Linked DNA regions of Gossypium hirsutum: region 1 is linked to region 2. A link is a contact called in public Hi-C data. All regions are on one chromosome and are shown on one strand. The core of a region is the stretch at or near the end of the contact, and the rest is flanking DNA. Distances in the headings are between cores, read along the strand shown. Region 1 holds the start of LOC121211034 (ribulose-5-phosphate-3-epimerase, chloroplastic). Region 2 has its middle 19 kb from the start of TRNAT-GGU.

The links. A called contact is a pair of places that touch in the nucleus more often than the background predicts.
Region 1: a Hi-C map of leaf shows a contact between it and region 2, with 4 times the contacts expected there. The contact joins the promoter of LOC121211034 here to the enhancer-like site in region 2. A contact is called at or near these places in 16 of 34 Hi-C or Micro-C datasets (anther, callus, cotyledon and 4 more).

Annotation. Positions count from the first base shown.
Region 1 is chrA12:98,385,963-98,390,961 of Gossypium_hirsutum_v2.1, forward strand. It overlaps LOC121211034 (ribulose-5-phosphate-3-epimerase, chloroplastic), which reads left to right and starts at 3,017. Exons shown (of 9, transcript XM_041083210.1): 1 at 3,017-3,364; 2 at 3,997-4,111; 3 at 4,197-4,337; 4 at 4,415-4,528. The coding sequence starts at 3,255.
Region 2 is chrA12:98,271,721-98,276,470 of Gossypium_hirsutum_v2.1, forward strand. No RefSeq gene overlaps it. Among protein-coding and RNA genes, the nearest start is that of TRNAT-GGU, 19 kb to the right of the region's middle. Within about 2 kb of position 3,426, at least 9 of the 9 cell types and tissues checked have an H3K27ac peak or open chromatin away from gene starts, as enhancers often do. A contact at or near this core is called in cotyledon, fibers, hypocotyl and 1 more, where this site is marked.

The DNA.
Region 1 (4,999 bases), core at 1,767-4,266, 110 kb after region 2:
TTTGTTACGACTAATTGTATTCAACTTCCTTATTTTACAAACACACAAAAAAAAAATTGAGCTGTCAAACCCTTCAACTTAAAATTATAACCATTTGTATAATAGAGAATTAATCCTCTTTCCAAGAGCTAATTTTTCTTTTTTCATTTTACCGTCCCAAAAATCAATCCTCTTTCTGTCTTAGAATTTAATTCCCCCCCCCCCCCAACAAAAAAAAAGTTTTAACATATCCCATTAAATGCTTCAATGGTTCCATCTTTTCACTGTTTAAGAGCTATTTTGATCTCCTTTAAAATTGGTTTTTATTCAAAAATCGAAAAAATTTTGCTGGTCCTAAGCTCTTGGAATTAGAAGAATTCGTATACCCTGTTTACCTTTTTTAAGGGTGTACTTACAATATACCCTTTTTTGAAAGCTATTACTTACAATATACTTAAATGAATAGAAACGTTACCCAATGGAATTTTGGGCTAAAAGATCCAAATTAGAAGCAACAAAAATGGCCCCGTGCAATTGTGGACTGAACTTAAGTCTACTACTGGCGGCCCGAATCTGCTTCTACTCAACGCCGGCCAATCATTTTTCCCTGCTTTTTCCTCACTTCTTTTCATATACAATGTTTTTAGAATCAGGTTAGTGGTCGAGCCAGTTAGATTATTAATTATTTTTATTTGACCGATTCAACCAGTTTAATCGGTTCACTGTTTAATAATATAAAATAATAAATTATTAAAAAAAAGCACTTCAGTAAAAAAAACTAACTTAAAATATCACTTGGACCAATCTTTTAATTTATAAATTACTGTCAAGGCCCAGATATGGTTAGGCCCGTGGCCGAAAACAAAGCCTATTTCCTTCCACTTGTTCTCCTTTTTTATTTTCCCTAATTTCCTTGCCGCCTAAACTTTTTCATCTTTTCATCTCTCTTTTTTCTTCAGATTTTATTTTTTGGTTTCATCTTTTCATCTATAACTTTTATCTTGGGTACTTCTGATTGCATCTTGAAGGCGGAGGCCGGTAGTTACAGATTGAAATGGTGGCTGACCAGTAGCAACAAGAAAGCAGTAGACGGCAGTGTTACTATTACTCTTAAACAATATTTTCAAAATCGATGCTCCAACCAATCATATCATCAATTCTTGATTTGACAAGTCTAATTGATCCGACTATCAACTCAACCGATTCGTTGTTTAATAATTTGTACTACTAATGAAATCCTTAATTGAGTTAATATCACGAGTCTAATTTAATTAAGAAATTATAAAAATAACCCTCCATATTTAAAACAAGTTATATTATTTGAGGTTATTTTAATTTTTTTTATTTAACTTTTTTTTATATAAGTGTTTTAGAATTATTTAAAAATATTCCAAAAAATTATGGTCATATATATAGTATAGACAAGTTTTGGATTGTTTTAGAAATGCATCCCTATTCATCGCTTTTAATTAAATTCATTCAATACTAAAAGTAATTCATAAGTTCATGATTTTTTAGTATTTATTAATTATTGTAAACTTTATTTAAAATATTTCTAATTTTATTTTTAAACAAACAATTTTATAAATCTAACCTTCTGTAATAATCTGTATACAATTTTTTATATTTATTTATTTATTATAATTTAAAATAAACATAACTATTTATTTAATATATTTTAATTTATAAATACAATTAATCCTAGTATAGCATCGATATACAAACTAGTAACTGTATATTTTCTACTTGAGAAATTTGCTATTAACTTTTGTACTCTAATTTTGGTCATTTTTAGCTTATGTACTTTTTCAAGTTTTGAAATTTTAGCTCTAGCACAAACGATAGACGTTAAATCTAATAAATTAAACCCCGTTATTTCTAAAATTTTATGTAGCACACTTAATACCACATTTAATGACATATTTGACCTAATAGGTTTAATTGCTCATGTTTAGGTCAAGCCAAAAATTTTAAAAATTGAAAAATATAAAAATACTAAAACTAATCAAATTAAAACATAAGAATTAAGTCCATAACTTACATATAGTACATGAACTAGTAATAAAATTTGGTCCTTTTTTTACTTTACAATATTATGTATAAAATGAATTTTTTATCTTCTCAAAATCATTTAAATTTTAAATCAAACTTAAAAAAAAACATATTAAAAAATAATGCTAAACTACGAACACTTTTTAGAGTAATAGGGGGTAGAATTAGTGTTGTTTGAACTAGACTAGACCAGCTAATTGGATCGGGAACAGACCAAGTTACTAGTCTGAAGTGGTTTTGAATTGATTAAATCAGGAGTCGATACGAATTGATTGAATAAATTTTTTTTAATTTTTAATAATTTTTTAATTAAACTAGTTAAATTGGTCAGATCGATGAATCAATGACTTGACATCTTTGACCATCGGTTCGGTTTAAAAAACATTAGGTAGAACTATATAGGCTTAATTCACGATTTAACTCTCGAAGTGTATTTATTTTTTTTACTTTGATATCTAAACTTTTTTTTGTCTCAAATTGGTATACGAAGAATACCAAAGTTGTGTTTTTTGAAAATTATATATTTTTTCTCTGAGAAAATGTGTATAAACCATAAATATTATAAAAATAAAAATTATATATAAAAAATTATATACAAATTTCAGATTGTTTATATATATTGATAATTTTTATAATTGACATATATGTTTTTTATATTTTATTTCTATTTTTTACAATTCTTTTATGGTTTATACATATTTTCTCAAAGAAAAATGACACATTTTATAAAAGAAGGTAAAGTGGTCCTTTTTTATTGGCTACAAATGCTAAATGGCACATTTTTCATTGGTCAAATCTATCCAATGTTTTTTTTGTTAACGTCTACTAAAAGTGGGGAAAAAATATAACTTTAGCATGCTTTAGGTACTAAATTGATGGGCTAAACCTAAATCTAATTGTGTCCATTAATTTGCACATCTGAGCAGTACGCAGCGCCAACCATTGAAGATAAAGCAAAGTAACCCATATATCAAAGCGACACGTGTTACCATTACATAATTTCCTTCTTAAGTCTCTCCGAGTTTTGTTGAAGAATTTAGTATTGTCTTTGTCATTGCCTTCTTTGACATTTTCTCTCTCCAAGTCACTCTGTGGTGAGATTTTAACATACAAAAAAAAAACCAAAAAAAAAACTAAGGCTCTAATTTCCAAACTCCATTACAGATTAGATATAACGGAGAGCAGTTTTTGATAAGAAAAGAGACGGTAAAAGGAAATTAAAGATGTCAACAGCTTCTTCATTGTGTTCATCAACTCAAGTTAATGGCTTTGGAGGGGGACTTAGGCTTCTAAGAACCCATCTTTCTCAACCCAGTTCCTTTTCTTTTACTAGGTAATCTTTTTCATTTTTAAATTCCTTTTCTGGGTTGCTCTTCTTATTTTGTGTGTGTATTCCTTAGAGTTTTAGATGGTAAAGAAGCAAATTTATTGGGGTATTGCGAAAAACTCCAGTTCAGAAATGTTGACATTCTCTTGTGAAGGACCTTAATTTCGTTTGCAATTCGATAATTAAACCTTTTTTACAGAAAAAAGTTTCATTTTTTTAAAAATTATTCTGTAATGTTTTCAACACAAATGAAGCTGGTTTGTGATGAAAGTAAAGGGCTTGTACAATTAAATATATATATATATATATATATATATCAAGAATATTTGGTACTTAAATTGTAATAAAGCAAATAAGGTTTTGGGATTTTATTACAGTGTTATTGATTATTTAATGTTTGGTGTATTGCCTAAGCAATTCGATGAAACTTTAGTTGCATGGTTTGGTGCTTACTTTGGAGCAAAATTGCTATCTTGGATGCGCCTTTTAGGGTTGCAAATGTAATAGATGTTATCACTGTATTGCAGTGAAAAGATACAAATTAGACGTATGATTTCAATCAGATTTGAATTTTGTTCTTCAAGGTCTCATAAGAAATTTTAATATGCTTTTGTAACTTTCTTTTCTTAAATGTTTAGGAGGAGAACTGCTACAGTAGTGAAGGCAACTGCTCGAGTCGATAAATTTTCGAAAAGCGATATCATTGTTTCCCCATCTATACTCTCTGCTAATTTCGCTAAGTTGGAGGAGCAGGTTTTGGTTCAGCTGCATTATTGCTTTAGGTATTGAACTCAATCTGAATATTGTCTTTGAAGTTCACATGTCGCGTTTTTTCTAGGTGAAAGCCGTAGAAGTGGCAGGCTGTGATTGGATCCATGTTGATGTAATGGATGGCCGATTTGTTCCAAACATTACGATTGGACCTCTTGTGGTTGATGCCTTACGACCTGTGACAGATCTTCCACTAGATGTGCATTTGGTATGCTGCTTTGCATAATTAACTAACCAGTATCAGTAATAAAGATATTTTCTCACCCTGAGCTTGATGCACTGCAGATGATTGTGGAACCTGAGCAGCGAGTCCCAGATTTTATTAAGGCTGGAGCAGACATAGTCAGTGTTCACTGTGAGCAATCATCAACCATTCATTTGCATCGTACACTTAATCAAGTAAGACATTTCTTTCCCCGGGCCGTTCTTACATATTTTCCATGATAAAGTTAACAATTTACATACAATCTTTAAATGGAGTCTACCAAATATTATCTTCAAATCAAGTGGAGTTCAAAAACCTTTGTTTTTTTATGCAAAATTTCACTTGCTTTTTAACTGGAAGTTGTCATATTATTTATGTTAAGCTTTTTGCTGCACGGGTTCTGACTTTTAGTTAAAAACTACTGATAAAGAAATTCATGCACGAAGAATCTTTTTTGCTGTATCGTGCTTTGTACCACATGACATTGGGAAGGAATGTTCAGGATTCGTAGGAGCCTATAAAATCCTACTGAATTCATCCTGTTCAAGCTAACTCTATGTTCTGAACTTATTTGCCTTCACTATTCTTTCGGGGCATGACTTAAGAATCAGTCATTGATACTCAATTTTTGCAGTTAAAGCTTTTTAAAGTATTAGGTTTATCAG
Region 2 (4,750 bases), core at 2,176-4,675:
GAAGCACAATAACTTTACCTCAGATCGAAAGCTTAAGCACCTAGCCTCCAACCCAACTCGGGGTATGTGAGAAGTGGACAACAATTCATGAATCCCTACTAATATGCCCACCACACAAGTTGCCACTTCCATAGTCATTTTTGCATAATCGATATAATTTTAATGACTAGTTCTAGTAAAGTTTAGACATGATTGCTACTAATGTTAGTTAATTTTGTTTATTTTTTACATGTGCAATTTATGTCGTAAAGATAATAGAAATTGGAGCCAACTAGTGCAATTTTCGCATGACTAATAATTGTCAAGGCATGGAACATGAGACACATGAGGACTTTCTTTGATCAAGTAAATGACTACGAGTTTAATTTGAAATAAATAGTTTTTTTTTTAAATTTAATCACTTAGGGAATTTTCGTTTTCCTTGAAGGATGTTTATTATATTCGGTGATTTTGTTATTTTACGATTTTTATTATTTTAAGATTTCATCATTTTAAAATATTGTTTTTGTATACATAGTGATAAATTTCAGCAATAGCTAGGTAACGAGTGAACTATTTTTATTTTCTTTGTTTTCAATAATATTTTGGCATTTTTCTAAAATTATGAATTGTTAAATTTTAACAGGTATGTGAGATTCAAAGTGTTTTTCATGTCTTTTTTATTCAATTGGTATTTGCTCATTCTCCATTTTATGGGACAGGTCGTACTACTTTTTATTATTACTCTTTGTATCATTTCAAGTTGGCACTACTAGAAAATAGACCTTTAGCGGCATTTTTAATGGCATTTGGAGAAAAAATGCCGCAAATGTTATATATTAATGGCGCTAGTAGGAAAATGCAGCAAAATGTTAAGTAATAATGACGTTTTTGGTCCAACCGCCGCTAAAAATTGAGCAATAGTGGCGTTTTTAGTCCAAACGCTGCTAAAAGCTGAACAATAGTGACGTTTTTAGTCCAAATGCAGCAAAAAGTTGAGCTATAGTGGCGTTTTTATCCAAACGCCGCGAATATGTTTTTTTTTTGCGAAACGACTCCGTTTTGTTATCCCCGAAATGCCTTGGTCTTTTTCTGAAAATCAGTTCCCCCACCCCAAAATTACAAAATCAAACTTAATCAACTACTTTTGAATGCCTCGATTTTTATTTTGAATCTTATAAAATTGAATCCAACTTAAATAAAACTTTACGTCTCAAATTACAAATCCAACTTGAATTCGAGTTTTTACAATCTCAAGTGTCACCATCATTTTTTATATTTGAAAAAACTGGGATCGACTTTTGAAAACAAAAATGTGGAGTCGCCACCAATCACTTTGTTTAGGTGTGATTGGGTTACTTATTAAAACGTTTTGTTCCACTTAAAACAATTTTGGTTCACGTAAAATTTTAAAAAAAAATGGGTTCGGGAGTCGGTTACGCATGAGGAAGGGTTAGCACCCTCATTATGCCCAAAAATTGGTACGAAATTGATTCAATACTATCCTTATATCAAAGATTTTAAAAAGGATCTTTCGAAGTATGGTTCTTTTTAAAATGTTTGAGTAATTCAAGTTAGCTATCAAAATTCTCTCGTTTCAAAGATATGCAGCATCATATCCAGCACGATTGGACACGATCCTTTATATCTTTAAAAATACGATTGATTTTGACTCTCAAAAGCTCGAACGCTAAAATTATAAAAGGATATCCAAATATTTAGTTCAACGAAAAATTATACCTAGCACGGTAAGGCACGATTTCCGAATTCCCAAATATTGAACATTGCCTTATTTTAGAATCTTTGAATGATAAGAAAAATTGGAAATTAGCTTAAAGCACATTTATTTGTTTTAAAATACGATGGAACATTTAATGGATTACAAAGAACATTGATATATAAAAAAAAGATTAATAAACATGAGATAACATGCACACATAAAGTGCAATGAACCACAATTAATAAACCCAACAATTAAGTACAACTATTCTAAGTAAAATGTGACTTAATCTTTAAGCATGAATAAAGGACAGTTAATATGACCAATAAAACTATGTATAAATAATATACAACAACAATAAACACGGCATAACATAAAACAATCAACAAAACACATACAAAATAAAATGAAAATTAGAAGTCAATGCAGTGAAACAATTTTAAAATAATAAAGAACTAATGAATCAATAATTTATACTACATATGAATTAATTAATTGATGAATTTATAACTTATTTGTAAAAAAACAAATTAGAGATATATACGTAATGATTAATATATGTGTTATAAAATAAATATTTTTGAATCAAATAATATACAAAATATTAAAGAATATTGGTTTAAAATTGACAATTTACATACAATGAAAGAGAATACAATGAAAGAGAATTTTATTTATATATAAAATACGAAAAGATAATAAAATATATAATGAAACATAATCTTAGAAAATAATAAATCTACAAATCATATACAAATTTAGAAATAATTATTTATAAAAATAATATGGAAATGCCTCCAAGATTAAATTAATTTTTCTATATATGTACAGATATATATAAGGAAACACTTAAATGAAATACTAACTAATATATTAAAAGAATATGATATAAAGAATTTCAGAACGAAAATTTTATAAACAAAAAGAAAATGATTTTTAAAATAATGATTTAACCATTAAAATAATATATGTAAAAAAATATTTAAATGAGACATTACATAATAGTTAAAATAATATGATATAAATACAACTCTCAAGATAATGATTTTATAAAATAAGGTATTAAAATAATTTGACACACATATGAAAAAAAGCTAAATGGATTTTCAAAATTCATAATGAATAGAAGATTCAATTTAAAATAATATAGGTACAAGTATAGAAAAAGATTTGAGTTAAATGCTATGCAAAGTATTAAAAGTCTATAATACAAAAACTACAGCCTAATTACAAATAAAACACAGAAAAAAAAAAGAAAAAAATATTAATATAGATCAATAAAAAAATAAATGAATTTTAAACAATAAACATTATAAAAATCTCAATCAAAATAAAGCATGTACAAATACATATAAAACATTTAAAGAAATATTGTACAAATATTAAACGGGATTAACACATGTACAAACGCTAAAAAACATTTTGAAATAATAAGCTATACAAATAGAAAATTAAATTAAAATTGAGTTAAAATTGGAAGGATAATTTAAAAATAAACTATTAGAGTCAAAATAGGGACTTATGCGCCATCTTTCCAAATGTATAGGGATTAGAACTGGAAATAATCCACGTTCCAAAACGCTGAGCTTAGACGTGGATCGAATCGCAATAGCATACAAATTCCCAGAAATTTTTTTTTTTTAAAAAGTGCAACGCAAATTGGATCCAATTGAAGATCGGCGCAAGGGAGAAGGATCAAACGTGGAAATTACCCATTTGAAATAAAAAGGCACAAATCCAACTTCTGAATCGGGTTTTCACGTGGATCTTTCCCCCTTTCTCAAAGGGTGCCTTTTTGTTTATTTCATAAAAAACAAAAGGAAAAAAAAAAAACCTAAAATGAATCCCTAATTATTCTAAACAAAATCAAAGCAAAGAAGCCCTCCTATCTTTCTCTCATTCAGCCGAACCAGACAATTCCTTGCCCCCACCGCCGTTTTGGCTTCCATATTTTAGCCGATGGACATCGTGTGAAGGCCTAATCTAGCCCCATTCGACCATGAATCCGAGAGTTTTGCTCGGCTTAACCTCAATCCCCATCTAGGCCTCGACTACCACGAAGCAAACAAGGATTTGAAAGCCTCCTCAAGAAGATAAGTATCTACGCCTTTGTTTATTTGTTTTTTACTTACAATAATGAAAATCAAAGAAGAAATAGAAGCCAAATCAAGAGAAAAAAATGGGACTTAGAATCACCTCTTGGAAACTATTTTTGAATTCATTTCTCTATTCAAACTTTTTGTACAGATTTGTATGCGTCTCCTTTTTACATCCTTTCATTCGGTTTTTATAGCCGAAAATAGAAAATAAAATAAATAAGAAAAAATACAAATTTTCCTACTATCATTTGCTGTCAATTGCTGCTTGCTGTTGTGATTATTAGTCTGTTGCAGGTGTGCATGGCGTGACGCGTGTGCAGGAGCAATGACGCGCGTGGAAGCCGTTGTGGAGCATAGAGGCTGGGGACTCTGCGGAAGCTGCTGGTGTATGTTGCAGCACTAGGCAGTAGGCTAGGAATTGTTGTTTTGGGCCATGTATTTTTTTGGATCTATTATTTTTGGTTGTTGGGCTATGTAAAAAATGGACATTGGACTTTATTATTTATTTATTTTATATTTTGATTTGTTTTTTAGTTTTTGAGTAAGTTCGGGCACAAATTGGGTCTTACATCAAGTGAATCATATTCAATTAAATCATAAACCCTATAATTAATATACATTTAGGGGCATAACTAGGGGCTGAAAGGGTCTCGACCTCCGTAAAATGAAAAATTTTTCATTTAGGCTTTTTGAAATTTTAAAAAATTTTAAAGGCAAAATTACACTTTGTCCCTCTGAAAATGAAAAAATTTGATTTAATCATTTAAAAATAATAAAAATATATGCTATCAAAATGATGAGATTGCATTTTTTACTCACAATTTAATTTCAGCCCCTAAAAAAATTGATTATGCATATGTTTATCCCTAAACCCTAAAATCTAAACCTTAAACCCTAAATAATAAACTCTAAACCTTCAACCCTCAACCACAAACCCTAAATCCAAAGCCTT